Linked DNA regions of Gossypium hirsutum: region 1 is linked to region 2. Evidence: chromatin contacts called from public Hi-C data. All regions are on one chromosome and are shown on one strand. Each heading gives the region's core, a stretch centred on a gene start, on an enhancer-like site or on the middle of the called end of the contact. The rest is flanking DNA. Distances are from core to core; before and after follow the strand shown.

The links. A called contact is a pair of places that touch in the nucleus more often than the background predicts.
Region 1: a contact with region 2 is called in a Hi-C map of hypocotyl, with 2.6 times the contacts expected there. The contact joins the promoter of LOC107887379 here to the promoter of LOC107887398 in region 2. A contact is called at or near these places in 4 of 34 Hi-C or Micro-C datasets (callus, hypocotyl and leaf).

The regions. Positions count from the first base shown.
Region 1 is chrA03:70,050,103-70,056,324 of Gossypium_hirsutum_v2.1, reverse strand. LOC107887379 (truncated transcription factor CAULIFLOWER A-like) reads left to right here and starts at 3,775. Exons shown (of 7, transcript NM_001326740.1): 1 at 3,775-3,959; 2 at 5,274-5,352; 3 at 5,487-5,551; 4 at 5,690-5,789; 5 at 5,891-5,932; 6 at 6,028-6,069; 7 at 6,175-6,222. The coding sequence starts at 3,775.
Region 2 is chrA03:69,653,280-69,659,145 of Gossypium_hirsutum_v2.1, reverse strand. It overlaps LOC107887398 (protein BIG GRAIN 1-like E), which reads left to right and starts at 3,443. Exons shown (of 1, transcript XM_016811625.2): 1 at 3,443-4,815. The coding sequence starts at 3,660. The coding sequence ends at 4,601.

The sequences.
Region 1 (6,222 bases), core at 2,526-5,025, 400 kb before region 2:
GCTAGCTTGGCAGCACTATAAGAAAATAGAAAAGAGAGGAAGTAAGCATAAAGCTTAGTAAGTCACAAGTAAATACTTAACATCGCTTTACCAAGTAACATCATACTCATAACATATCATACACTTGCACAAGATTCTCGAATGACTATAGACATAACTTACTTATTTTCATCCTTACTATTCAGATACATAACCCGAGCTCATTCTTATGAGTTTCATGTAGGTACCTGTACCACTTGCAACATAATCATAACTTTTCTCAATCATGAATAATCTTTAAATTACCCGTTGAACCAGTTGGAATAATAAATGGATACCCGAAAAGCCTCATACAAAAGGGTAAGATGTCGATGCCATGTCCCAGACATGGTTTTACACAAGCTCTCATATATTGATGCTGATGCCATGTTCCAAACATGGTCTTACTTTAGCTCACATATCGAGGCTGATGCCATGTCCCAGACATGGTCTTACACTAGCTCTCATACAAATGCCGATGCCATGTTCCAAACATGGTCTTATACTAGCTCTCATATAAATGCCGGTGCCATGTTCCAAACATGGTCTTACACTGGCTCGCATACCCCTAGTATCACGGCATAGATATCCGATCTATTCCTACGGTTCAACTGGGAGTTTTACCACATCCAATCTCGTCATGCATATTCATAACAAAATCAAACATTTCATGCAATATCAATTATTTAATGCATAATTACAATAGAATTGTGATATTTACATGCAACTTACCTCGGTATACAAAAAGTGGGCAACTAGATTGAATTAGTCTACTAGCTTGGTCTTCCCCTGTCTAGGTTTGGATTTCATATTTCTTGATCTATAATGATAAAAATCCACTAATTTAATCATCACATTAATCAAGACATTTCATAATTCATATTTTGGCAAAATGACCGTTTTGCCTTTAGACTTTCACAAAATTACGATTTTGCCCTAAGGCTTGTAAATTGATTTTCATCAAATTTCCTCATTAACCAAGCCTATCAGAATCTATTTTAAGCTTATTGCAACTCGCAAATCCAATTTTTTCTCACCTTTACTACTTATTTTGTAACTTTTACAAAATTGTCCCTTTTAGGTGTTTTCATGAAAACCCCTTTCATTAAAGTTGTTTATTTAACAACCATGATTCATTTTCTTCTATAAAAATTCAGCAACCAACATGAGTACTCTCATGGCAAAACTCTAGACTCTCAACCATTTTGCAAAATAGTCCTCCCATTAGTTAACTTAAGCTACAAGGGCCCTAAAAGTACAAAAATCATCAAGAAGGACCATCAAAATCACTTACTTGCAAGAGTCTAAAGTTTCTAAAAATTTCAAGCTCCCATGGCCTTCTTTATTGGAGAAAATTGGTCGAGAAGAAAGAGAGAATGAAAAATATGAAAGCTTCTCCTTATTTTATTATATTTCTAGTCAAATTAGTCACCAAATTTCACCTAACTTTGACCTTACAGTTTCTTTGTCTCCATGTTTAGCCAATAACAAATCTGTGGTCTATTTACTCAATAAAGACTTCTAATTTAATGTTCCATATCTATTTGACACCTTTAGCTAATAGAAAAAAAATTTTGCACTTTATGCGATTTAGTCCTTTTTCAAAATTAAGCATGCAATCACTGAAATTAATTCACCAAAAATTTCAAACACTCATATAATCATGCTATAACACATAAAATAATATTAAAATAATTTCTCTAACCTCAAATTTTTGGTTCTGAAACCACTGTTCTGATTAGGCCAGAAATCGGGCTATTACAAGGACAGTGGACATCCTTGGAAAACACTCTTTGCTGGTCAGAATTTCTAAGTTGGAACCCCATTTCATAGGATCTACATTGTAGAACTCGAATTAGCTGACATAATGACATTACGGAGAAGATTAGGAATACCTGCAGCCTGGAGAGAGGCGTCAATGAACTCCCAATGCACACGATCATATGCTTGCTCTAGATCAATTTTGATAGCCATCCATCTCCTATTCTTTTGCTTACTCCTTATTGAGTGGATAACCTCCTACGCAATAATAATGTTATCAATAATATTCCTGCCTGCTACAAAGTCGGCCTACTCAAGAGCAATAATCTTTAGAAAGACAACATTGAACTGATTTGCAATGACCTTCATAACCAGTTTGTATTGAGCATAGGTTAATTAGATTTTTAATTTTAATTAGTATATAATTGTAACACTATTTAAATAATAATTAATTTAAAATAATATTTATTACTAATAATTAAAGTTGAATAAAATCTCTATTTAAAAAAAAAACAACAACAACTTTGTTTTTATATATTGTTACTTTAGTAATATAATGAATAATAAAGGATATTCTTGGTGATTCAAAATTTTCTCCAAGCTTATGCTTATATATATTATATAAATATATATAATTTGCTATGTTATCTTTTATTAACAAAAATAATTAAAATAATTAATGTCATTTTCTTTTTATATCTCTTATCTCCATTTAACGGTTCATATTCCATATTTATGACTATGCCTTCCAATAATGTCATTTCCAAAGTTTAAACCCAATTAGTAATATTTAGCCATTCCTATGATTTATTTTTAGCTAAGAGAAGGACAAATTTTCTCTTGTTTTGAAAATCTCTGATTTTTTAAAAAGAATTATTACTCATCTTTCTAATTTCAAATTTAAATTTGTTTTAGTTATTCTTTATTTTTTGGCTTAATGATAAATTTGGCCACTAAGGTTTGCATGTTTTTTCAAAATAGTCCTAATTGTATTTTTGAGCTTTTTTTTGCCATTAACCTTTATTTTTTTTCAATATGTTTTTTCTAACAGATTTAATGAATAAATTCAATGTTTCAATATTTTTTTTTCTTTCAAAAGGTTTCAATCTTTCATACGTTTATTTATTGAGAAGTTTTTCTACTGAGTTAAATTTTTTTGGATAATTACGTTTATTTTTTTTAAATTAATAGTTATTTTTAAATTTAATGTATTATTTATTTTATTATTTTCTACATGTAATTATTGTATTAGGTTATCTAAGTAATAAATTACATCTTATTAAAAATATTCTACATATGAAATTTCACATCATCCCTATTAACCGTTAAAACAGTTAAAAAAGGCTAAATTCTAAAAAAAAAAGTTGATGGTCAAAAAAGATTCAAAAATACAATTAAATCTATTTTGACAAAACATATAAATATTAGTGATCAAATTTATCTTTAAACCTTATTTTATAATTAACTATGTAATACATACGTGGTAAAAAAAAATTTGCTTTTCTTATAACATTAATAACCGGGCAAGATATAACGGTTCATATTTGCTTTCTTGAAAGGATAAATAAATTCGTTTATTTTGAAGTAGAGTAAATTATTCTTTAGTCATAATATCTTTTAACGAAATAATTAATGCTATTTCATGCGAATTCAAATCGCTTTAAAATTAGTGGCATTTTTTAAGGGGGATAAAAGAAGTCTGGCATCAGCAGGGAGGTGGATGATGTTTCGAGGGTGAGGGGGTGGGGGTCCCTGTACAGGGTTCTGTACACGGTTTTAGCATCTATAACTATAACCCTTTATAGCGAGAGAACAGTTAGAGTAGCCAATGACTACTCGACAGCTAATTCTTAAAATACCACTTACCTCACTTTCCCTAAAACCACTTCTATTTCTCCGTATTTCCATTCCTATATACATCTCATCTTTCTCAGTCGCATTTACCAAGAGAGGAAACCCCAAGCTGTGAATTTTGGGTGCTTTGCTTTCAAAGAGATGGGGAGAGGTAGGGTTGAATTGAAGAGGATAGAGAACAAGATTAACAGGCAAGTTACTTTCTCCAAAAGGAGAAGTGGGTTGTTCAAGAAAGCTCATGAACTCTCTGTCTTATGCGATGCTGAAGTCGCTTTGATTGTCTTCTCTCATAAATGGAAGCTCTATGAATACTCCACTGATTCCTGGTATTTCTTTTTCTCTTTCTTTAACCTTCAATTTGGTGCAACATCTCATTACTACTTGTAATTCTCCATAAACTTTTGAAGATACATGTTTTCTTACAGGTTTCCTTTGTAAGAGAAAAAAGGAGAGCCTTCTTTTATTTTACTACTTTCCAGGATATTTTGACTCCAAAACAATTAAGTTATTGACTTGTAACATGTGAATTAAGACATAACAGATTCGCCAAAAGGACGCCTTTAAACGTCACAATTATTACATCAGTATTATAACTGTTCCACTATTTCAGGGACGAAATAACAAACGAATAGAAAACTGTTTTGGGGAGTATTGGCTATGTAAGTTAATTCACACATGGGAAAAACAAAAGAAGAGAAATTTGCTCTCTTTTTTTTTTCCTTCTTAGCTTCTAATCTGAAGGTCTAACTTTCTCAATTAGGTACAAATCCAAAACATGTCCTTTTATGTACTAAATTATTACACCAATAAATAATATATATAGTTAGTAAAACAGATGGTTAGAATTATTCATAGTTCATTTATTAAATATGAATCCATAATAAAAACTTTGAAATGAAAAGTACTTGGCTATCGAAAAAGTAAAATCCTGGGAAACTTATGCTTTATGTCCATAATTTTTGGTGAAACTTTTTTATAGAATATTTGTTCTGATAAAATAAAAGTCAATTGTATATGTATATATATATTCCCTAGAAGCTATACTTTTCTCTATCTCTTCTACCTCAGCAGCTCTAAAAACCTAAAAATCCTCTGGCTTTTTTGAACACTATCTAAGAACTATTTTAGCTTGAAAAGGAGCGTTTGAGGGGAGAAAGAGAGGAATCTTTAGATTTTATACTTTAAAATATTGAAGATTCTTTACGGAGGAGAACCGCAACTACTGACTACAAACTTTGATATCCAGAATTATACATTTCGATGGTATATATATTTTAAGTGCTTTAACCAAAAAATACAAAAAAAAGATGGAAAAGAAAAACTATTTATGAATCTTGAATATATTTTGCAATCACCAAAATATTTACTGATAAGTAGAACAGATTTCAAGGTATATGGCTCATAAGTTCTTAAGACTTAGTTCTTGGTGAAATTTTTTTGTAAAACCATGAAAACTAGGAATAATAAACAAACAGAGGTGAGAATTTGTCTACTTTATTTAATATATTCTTTATTTAATTATGGCATCAAAAAGACGTCGGTTTAGGTTTAGGCCTTTAACTAGTATAATAGAGGTACAGAAAGATTACTAGGGAAATGAAAATATTGTACATGATCCTGACTTGTCTATCCTATAACAGCATGGAGAAGATCCTTGAACGCTATGAAAGGCATTATTACGCTGAGAGGCATCTTGTTGCTACTGAGCCTGAATCACAGGTAGACCTTTTTTCACTGTTAGCAATTGAATTTAGACAACAAAAGAGGCTTGGGGTGTACGTGCTTTCGTAGCTTTTAAGTTTTCAAAAGGAATGAGGTGAATTAAACAATTGGCAAAATTGCAAACTTGGCAGGGCGAATGGTCCGTTGAGTATAATAGACTTAAGGCTAAGGTTGAGCTCTTGCAGAAAAATCACAGGTAAATATTTCAAATTAATTGCATTTGCTAAATATCTACATAATGAAAGAGAGATGCTATCCTTCCTTTACACCTACAAGTTCCTTTTAGGGTATTATGTTAAGTCATTAGTTTGATCAGTTTCTTACGTCTCTCCAGGCACTACATGGGAGAAGATTTAGACCCATTGAGTCTCAAGGAGCTGCAGAATTTGGAGCAGCAGCTTGATACCGCTCTTAAACACATTCGAGCCAGAAAAGTATGCTTTAGTTTTTTATTGTCATTTTTTTTCCAATTATAGCATATAGCCACAACTGTTTCTTGTTGTGTTATAGTGATGCGATTGTATCTCTATTGCAGAACCAACTCTTGAATGAGTCAATATCCGAGCTTCAAAGAAAGGTAAAGGCTTTTGAAAACATAATGACTCGTTCATAATCATTGAGAAAAATGAAAACCCTTTTTCATGCGTCATCTCTAATAGTGGTCTATGGCAGGAAAAGGCAATAAAGGAGCAAAACGCAATGCTAGCAAATCAGGTGTGATTTACCCTTATTTCCATGTTCATCATCAATGAATATGTATAGAGTTCCTTCCTACAGCTGGTAAATACTTATTACTTTATAGCCTGTTTTTGCATGTAGATCAAAGAGAGGGAGAAGACAGGTGCACGGCAATCTCAGTGGGGGCAA
Region 2 (5,866 bases), core at 2,194-4,693:
GGCATTAGACTAGTTGAATTTGGGAAAAAAATAATTGATCAGACAGTTAAATCAATTGAATCATAATTTTTTTAATGATTTATTTAATAGAACTAGTTGAACTGATCAACCTCATCGATAAATCAGTTCGATTCTAAAAAATTTGATTGTAAATGAAAAAAATGCCTTTCACACTTTATTATGAACAATTTTGGATAAAACTAATTGCTTTTACTTTTTCTTTCAAAGAATTTTTTTTTTGAATTATGCCTTCACCAACAAAATGTAACTTTCAATTTTTATTTTTTTTTATAAATTTTTAGGTTAAAATATTTTAAAATAACTCTCAATTTTATTATATTATTTATACAAGTTATTTATACTTTGTTTGCACTTGAATGAAAACATATAAGTTTGATTTGTACTTAAATAAGTGAACTTACTTTGATATAAATTAAAAGTTAGAAGTTTATAAATTGAAATTCTATAAATTATGGTATAAATGAAAATTTGAATATTTACACTATTAAATTAAATGCATAAAATTTCGTCACTATTTTTAGAATCAAACCAGATTTGTTGGTCAAGTTGATTAGATGGGAATCAATTGAGGTATCAATCCAAAATAAGGGGTCAGGTTGGTTGTACTGATCAAAACGGTGATCTACTCATTCAACTGATTTTTATCTATTTTTATTATTTATAATTTATTCAATCGAATTAGTTGAACTGAGAACCGATAGTTTTATTGGCTCACCCATCGGTTCAATTCTAAAAACCTTGAGTTTCGTTGATGATATGTTATAAGTAAAATTATTTATTTATTGTTTGAGTTTTGAAGACAGTGTGAAAAAAGAGAGAAAAAAATTCTCATGTTATTTTAATCAATCTTGAATTTTAAAAATTCCAAATTTTAAAATAGATTTTAAAATCTAAAATTTCAATTTGAGAAAATAGTTTTCATTTCCTATATTTAAAAATTTAAAAAGCCAAATGAAAATAAATCCAAATTTTTTGAAAAATAAAAATAATTCAATTTTAACCGATTTTTAGGTTCTTTATCTTTTTTTTTTCGTTTTATGGTTAAAAATAGTTTGGACTTACTTCTGATTATATGGCACTAGTTTGACGTTTGATTCCCAATATATTCAATTAGTTCTATTGACTAATTCAATTTGATTTTGACAACTTTAATTATTAGTAATTTTTTTTTTGAGAATAACTATAAATGATTAAGTCTTAATTTAATGGTGCCATTATTGTTACAACAAGAAGAATCTAGATTCAAGCTCTTGAACACATATTATTTTTCTATATAAACATTACTATTAAAAAAACGTAAATTTAAGTATACTTAAACACATATTATCTTATCTTTCGATATATTACATTTATCCATGATAGCAAAGGGGAATATTGTACAAATTAGCATGCCGCCATTCATGGTCTCTGACACTTATGGTGGTACCCCAAAAACATTACTATTAGCAATGAATATTTGATTTTATAACCTCTAAAAGGAACTCATTTTTATAAAAAGAATAATAATAATTTTTTTTCCAAGTAACTGTGTATAGACATATAGTTTTATACATCAAACTATATCCACAAGATAATCTCTTAGATAAAGCTGCCATGTGTTTGATGACTCCAATTAAGATTGGGATTGAGTTTGAGAGTATCCATCCCATTGGATACTGGCAATAAGATTTATGGCCAATACAAAGGCATTGCATGCCAGCAGTATAGACTCTGGGATAATTGGGGATCAAAATTCCTTCCACTGTCTTGCATAAAATAAAAGACACAATATTTTGGTTTTTGTGGGGTCTTGCATTGGGCCTTTGTTCCCTCAACAAGGACCTTGGATGGGCTGTAAAGGTAAGATAAAATCGGCTCAAACAGTGTTGGACTAAAGTCCTCGCAATATCTAGACAAAAGGGCTACCTATTCATTAGCTTTACAACTTACATTATTAACTTGGGAAAAAAAATCCCTTCGTTTAGTCTACACTATACAACAAAAGAGCTTTAAAAATGGGGGAAAATAAAAGGCAGTAAGGGTAAGATGAGATGGGACTCACTAAACAAACATGACCAGGCAAGATAACTTTAGGAATGCATGGTGCATAACTAAAGAAAGCTACCCGACATCAAACATGAGTCCATACAAGATATCATGTGAAACTTCGGCCTGAGGGGATGAAGACACTACCCAACTCTTCGCTTATCATAATGGGAGATTTAGAATATGTTTATATTCAAGTTAATGATCATGATTCAATCTTTAACCAAAAACAATTCAATGAATCATATGAATACATGTATAAATCACCATTTATATATTTAAATTCACGTATAAATTCATTAATCATTCATTTAATTTATATAGAAAATTATGTAAATGCACTAAATCGAGTATTTTACTCACAAATTTTAGGTGGCTAAAGTTATCAAAAGGTAAGCCCTACAAGATCGTGCATGGATTTGCTCAAGACAAAGACAGTGAAGAGTCTCCTCTAACTCACAGCCCCAAAGGTTGAGGTTGATTTTGCTGCATTCGTGTTAGAAGAAGGAATTGGAAGGACCACTGCATGTTGATTTTTTTTTCCAACATCATTGAAATGCATAGCCATAAATTGACTAGAGAGAGAGAGAAAGACCCTAGTGATCTAGATGCAACTGTCATGATCATCAAACTCAAAATCTTGGCCTATGGTGGATCTTATAAGTAGATCCATCAAAAGCTGAAAATGTAATATCATGAAAAGCAACGTGCTGCCTTCCGATTCGCCATTTATATCACACGTGAGTCTTGGCTTTGTACATACAACCCACACATGCACATGCTGGATGCCCCCAACAGGATGAAATGAGGATTTTGTTTTAATATACAGGCCAAATTATATATACACTATAATGGATATTCACTGACCCAAGATTTCTATTGGAGTTCACTCCCAATCAATCATAGATAGTAAACTAGTAAATTTTGTTGCTAGCTCGAGCAGCTCGAAGGTTCAATAAGCCCCAAAGCTGCCCCAAAGAGGGGGCAGCCAGATGTTTCTGGGCCATTGTTCAGCCGAAGGTGACTTAGCAAGCCCCTAATAATGAAAGAACTCAGCAGTTTGAAATCGGATTTAACTGAGTTGATATCCAATCTCTTCAAGTGGACTTCTGTAGGAGAAAAGTTGGGATCTGCCAAATTCTATAAACCTGTTAAGGTTGTAATCGTATACAGATAGGGTTAACAAGTTTACAGTTTTCCCCAAGTAGGCGACATGGAACCATAGCCAACAACCACTCAAAAAAGCCAGTTCCCACTAAAATAGAGTACAGTCCCTAGAATCCAAGGAAACACCAATTCTTTGCCCCCCACTATCCAGAACACTAGCTCTGGTTTTCACAGTATGAGAAGGATAAAAAAAAAGAAGCTTGTGTCCCTTCTACCCCACTTCACTTGTATTAAAACTAAAGAACATCAAATGTGGGGTCTCCTTCAAAATCCAAATTCACTCTTCATCATATTATATTATTAGACAGTCCAATTCATTGTTATTACGAACATATTTTAAAGCTATCCCTTCCCACTACTCTCAATTCTTAATCATTTCAAACCCTTTGCCTCTCTATACAATCTCACCACTTCCATCATCCATCTCTCCATTGAAGAAGCCTACCATGTCTGTAACAGGAGTTTCAGACCCTGACAGAATGTTGAAGAAGTCATTCCATCGAAGGAATGACTCCGGTGAGCTCGATGTATTCGAAGCTGCACGGTATTTCTCGGGGTACAATGAAGCATCTAGCTATAACTGTGCGACATTCACTCAGAAAATCATGCGGGAAGAGAGGCAGCCATGGAGGGGAGGCAGGGTCAGCTTGGATGTACCCATGAGGAACCCTCTTCCCCAGCAAGTTCATGTGGTGGACAAGCAAATTAAGGATAAGAAATACAAGCAGCCAAGCTCTCCTGGTGGAAGACTTGCTAGCTTCTTGAACTCTCTTTTCAATCAAACAGGTTCCAAGAAGAAATCAAAATCCACCACACAGTCCATGAAAGGTGAAGAAGAGAGTCCTAGTGGGAGAAGGAAAAGGAGGAGCAGTATTAGCCATTTTCGTAGCTCTAGTACAGCTGAAACGAAGTCGCTTTATTCTGCCTCAAGCTCTGGTTTCAGGACGCCGCCTCTTTATGCACATACTCCTACGAAAAGCTACAGGGAGTTTAGCAGCTATTCGGATCATAGAGAGGTTTTATCTCTGTCCAAGAACAACATTGGACAGACAAAACCAATAGCTTTAGAAAATGCTGCCACTGATGACAAAAGGAATATAACAGAGAAACTGAAGTTCAATAATGGCCACTCAGAGAAACACAAGAACCTCGATGTTTGTCATCAGGAGAAGGGTAGGAATTGTGGTAATCGGTATCCATCAGAGGAGAAAGAAATCAGGACGTTCAATGAGACTGATGATGGTGCAGATAGTGATTCAAGCTCTGATCTGTTCGAGCTGCAAAACTACGATTTAGGCATTTACTCCAGTGGTGGTTTGCCTGTGTATGAAACTACACATATGGACACCATCAAGAGGGGTACACCAATTTCCAATGGTGCCCTATGAGAGGCTGCATCTTCAACTTGTTGATGGCTTCATTTGTTTTCATTGCCATCGGAGGCTTTGATAAAAAAGGAAAAAGAAAAAAGAAATTTGATGTCCTATATTTTGCTTTCTTTGTCCTCATTTAATGCTTTTCCCCCTTTTCTCTGTATGTACAGTTTGAAATGTTTGTTTGTCACTCTTTCATTCTCAATGGAGTAATGCAAAAACGCTAAAAGTCTCCCATTGTAATGTAATTGTTTGCTTAGATTGTGCCATGATTAGTGATTTTCCACTAAATTAATGGAGAAACATCAGAAAAAGTTTCTTTTGACTTTAGGACAAAGAAACAATAAATAGTTTAACAAAATTAATTAGTATTTCCTACTTGCACGTGTGATTCATGCAAGCTTTACCTTTCATGAAAAACAAATATTTATACAGCAGAAGTTGATTAAGTGTTTGCATGCTTGATGATTAAGCCACCTCATACAAAACTAAGGGACAAAGTTAGGGTCCTGTTTCCCTGCCTATATGTGATCCATGTAGAACATTGTTGAGCAAATTCAATGAACTTAATTGTAGGGCTTCCTAGAATTCATCATTCTTGGATGTAGAGCAAGTGTTAGATTGAGGCAATGATGCAAGAACACTGGGTTAAGCTGGTGGGAAAAATTTTCAGCATAGGAGGTAAAAATCGTACGGACGTCTTATCATCCAAATACCCAGTTTCGAACTAAACCCCAAATTATTAAGAGCTTGATTAACATAAGGTTCCGTCCAATCAGACAATCAATAAAAGGCAAGTAACGCTTATACACTAGTATATATTTTCTAGGGAGAACCGGTGAAGAAAAGCTTAAAACTTCGCATTGTCCTATAAGAATTGATTGGAGTAACTGATTTAGAGATGATAGCTAAAGTTTGTGCCAAAATACTTTTGGTTATGTCCAAAAGGGTATCATTTGGAGTACTCAGTTTTTGAATATATAGAAAAAGTTAGAGAGTACCAGCATCAAATACTTATCCTTAAATTTGAGTTACATAATAAGATTGGTTCTAATTTAAGTTTAGAGAATAAATCATTTTCTATGTTCTACCTTCAGACCATCTTGCATTAGCACAGTGTGACAAGTCCGTTGTGACATAATAATAATAGTAATAATAATTTCATAAACAACAACTAATTTCGGAAACTAACATCATTAACAAAGGACAATCTCTTCTAAACGGTCTAGTTAAGCAATTAAAATTAACAAGGTATTTTGTATTTTGCTTTTAACATCAAC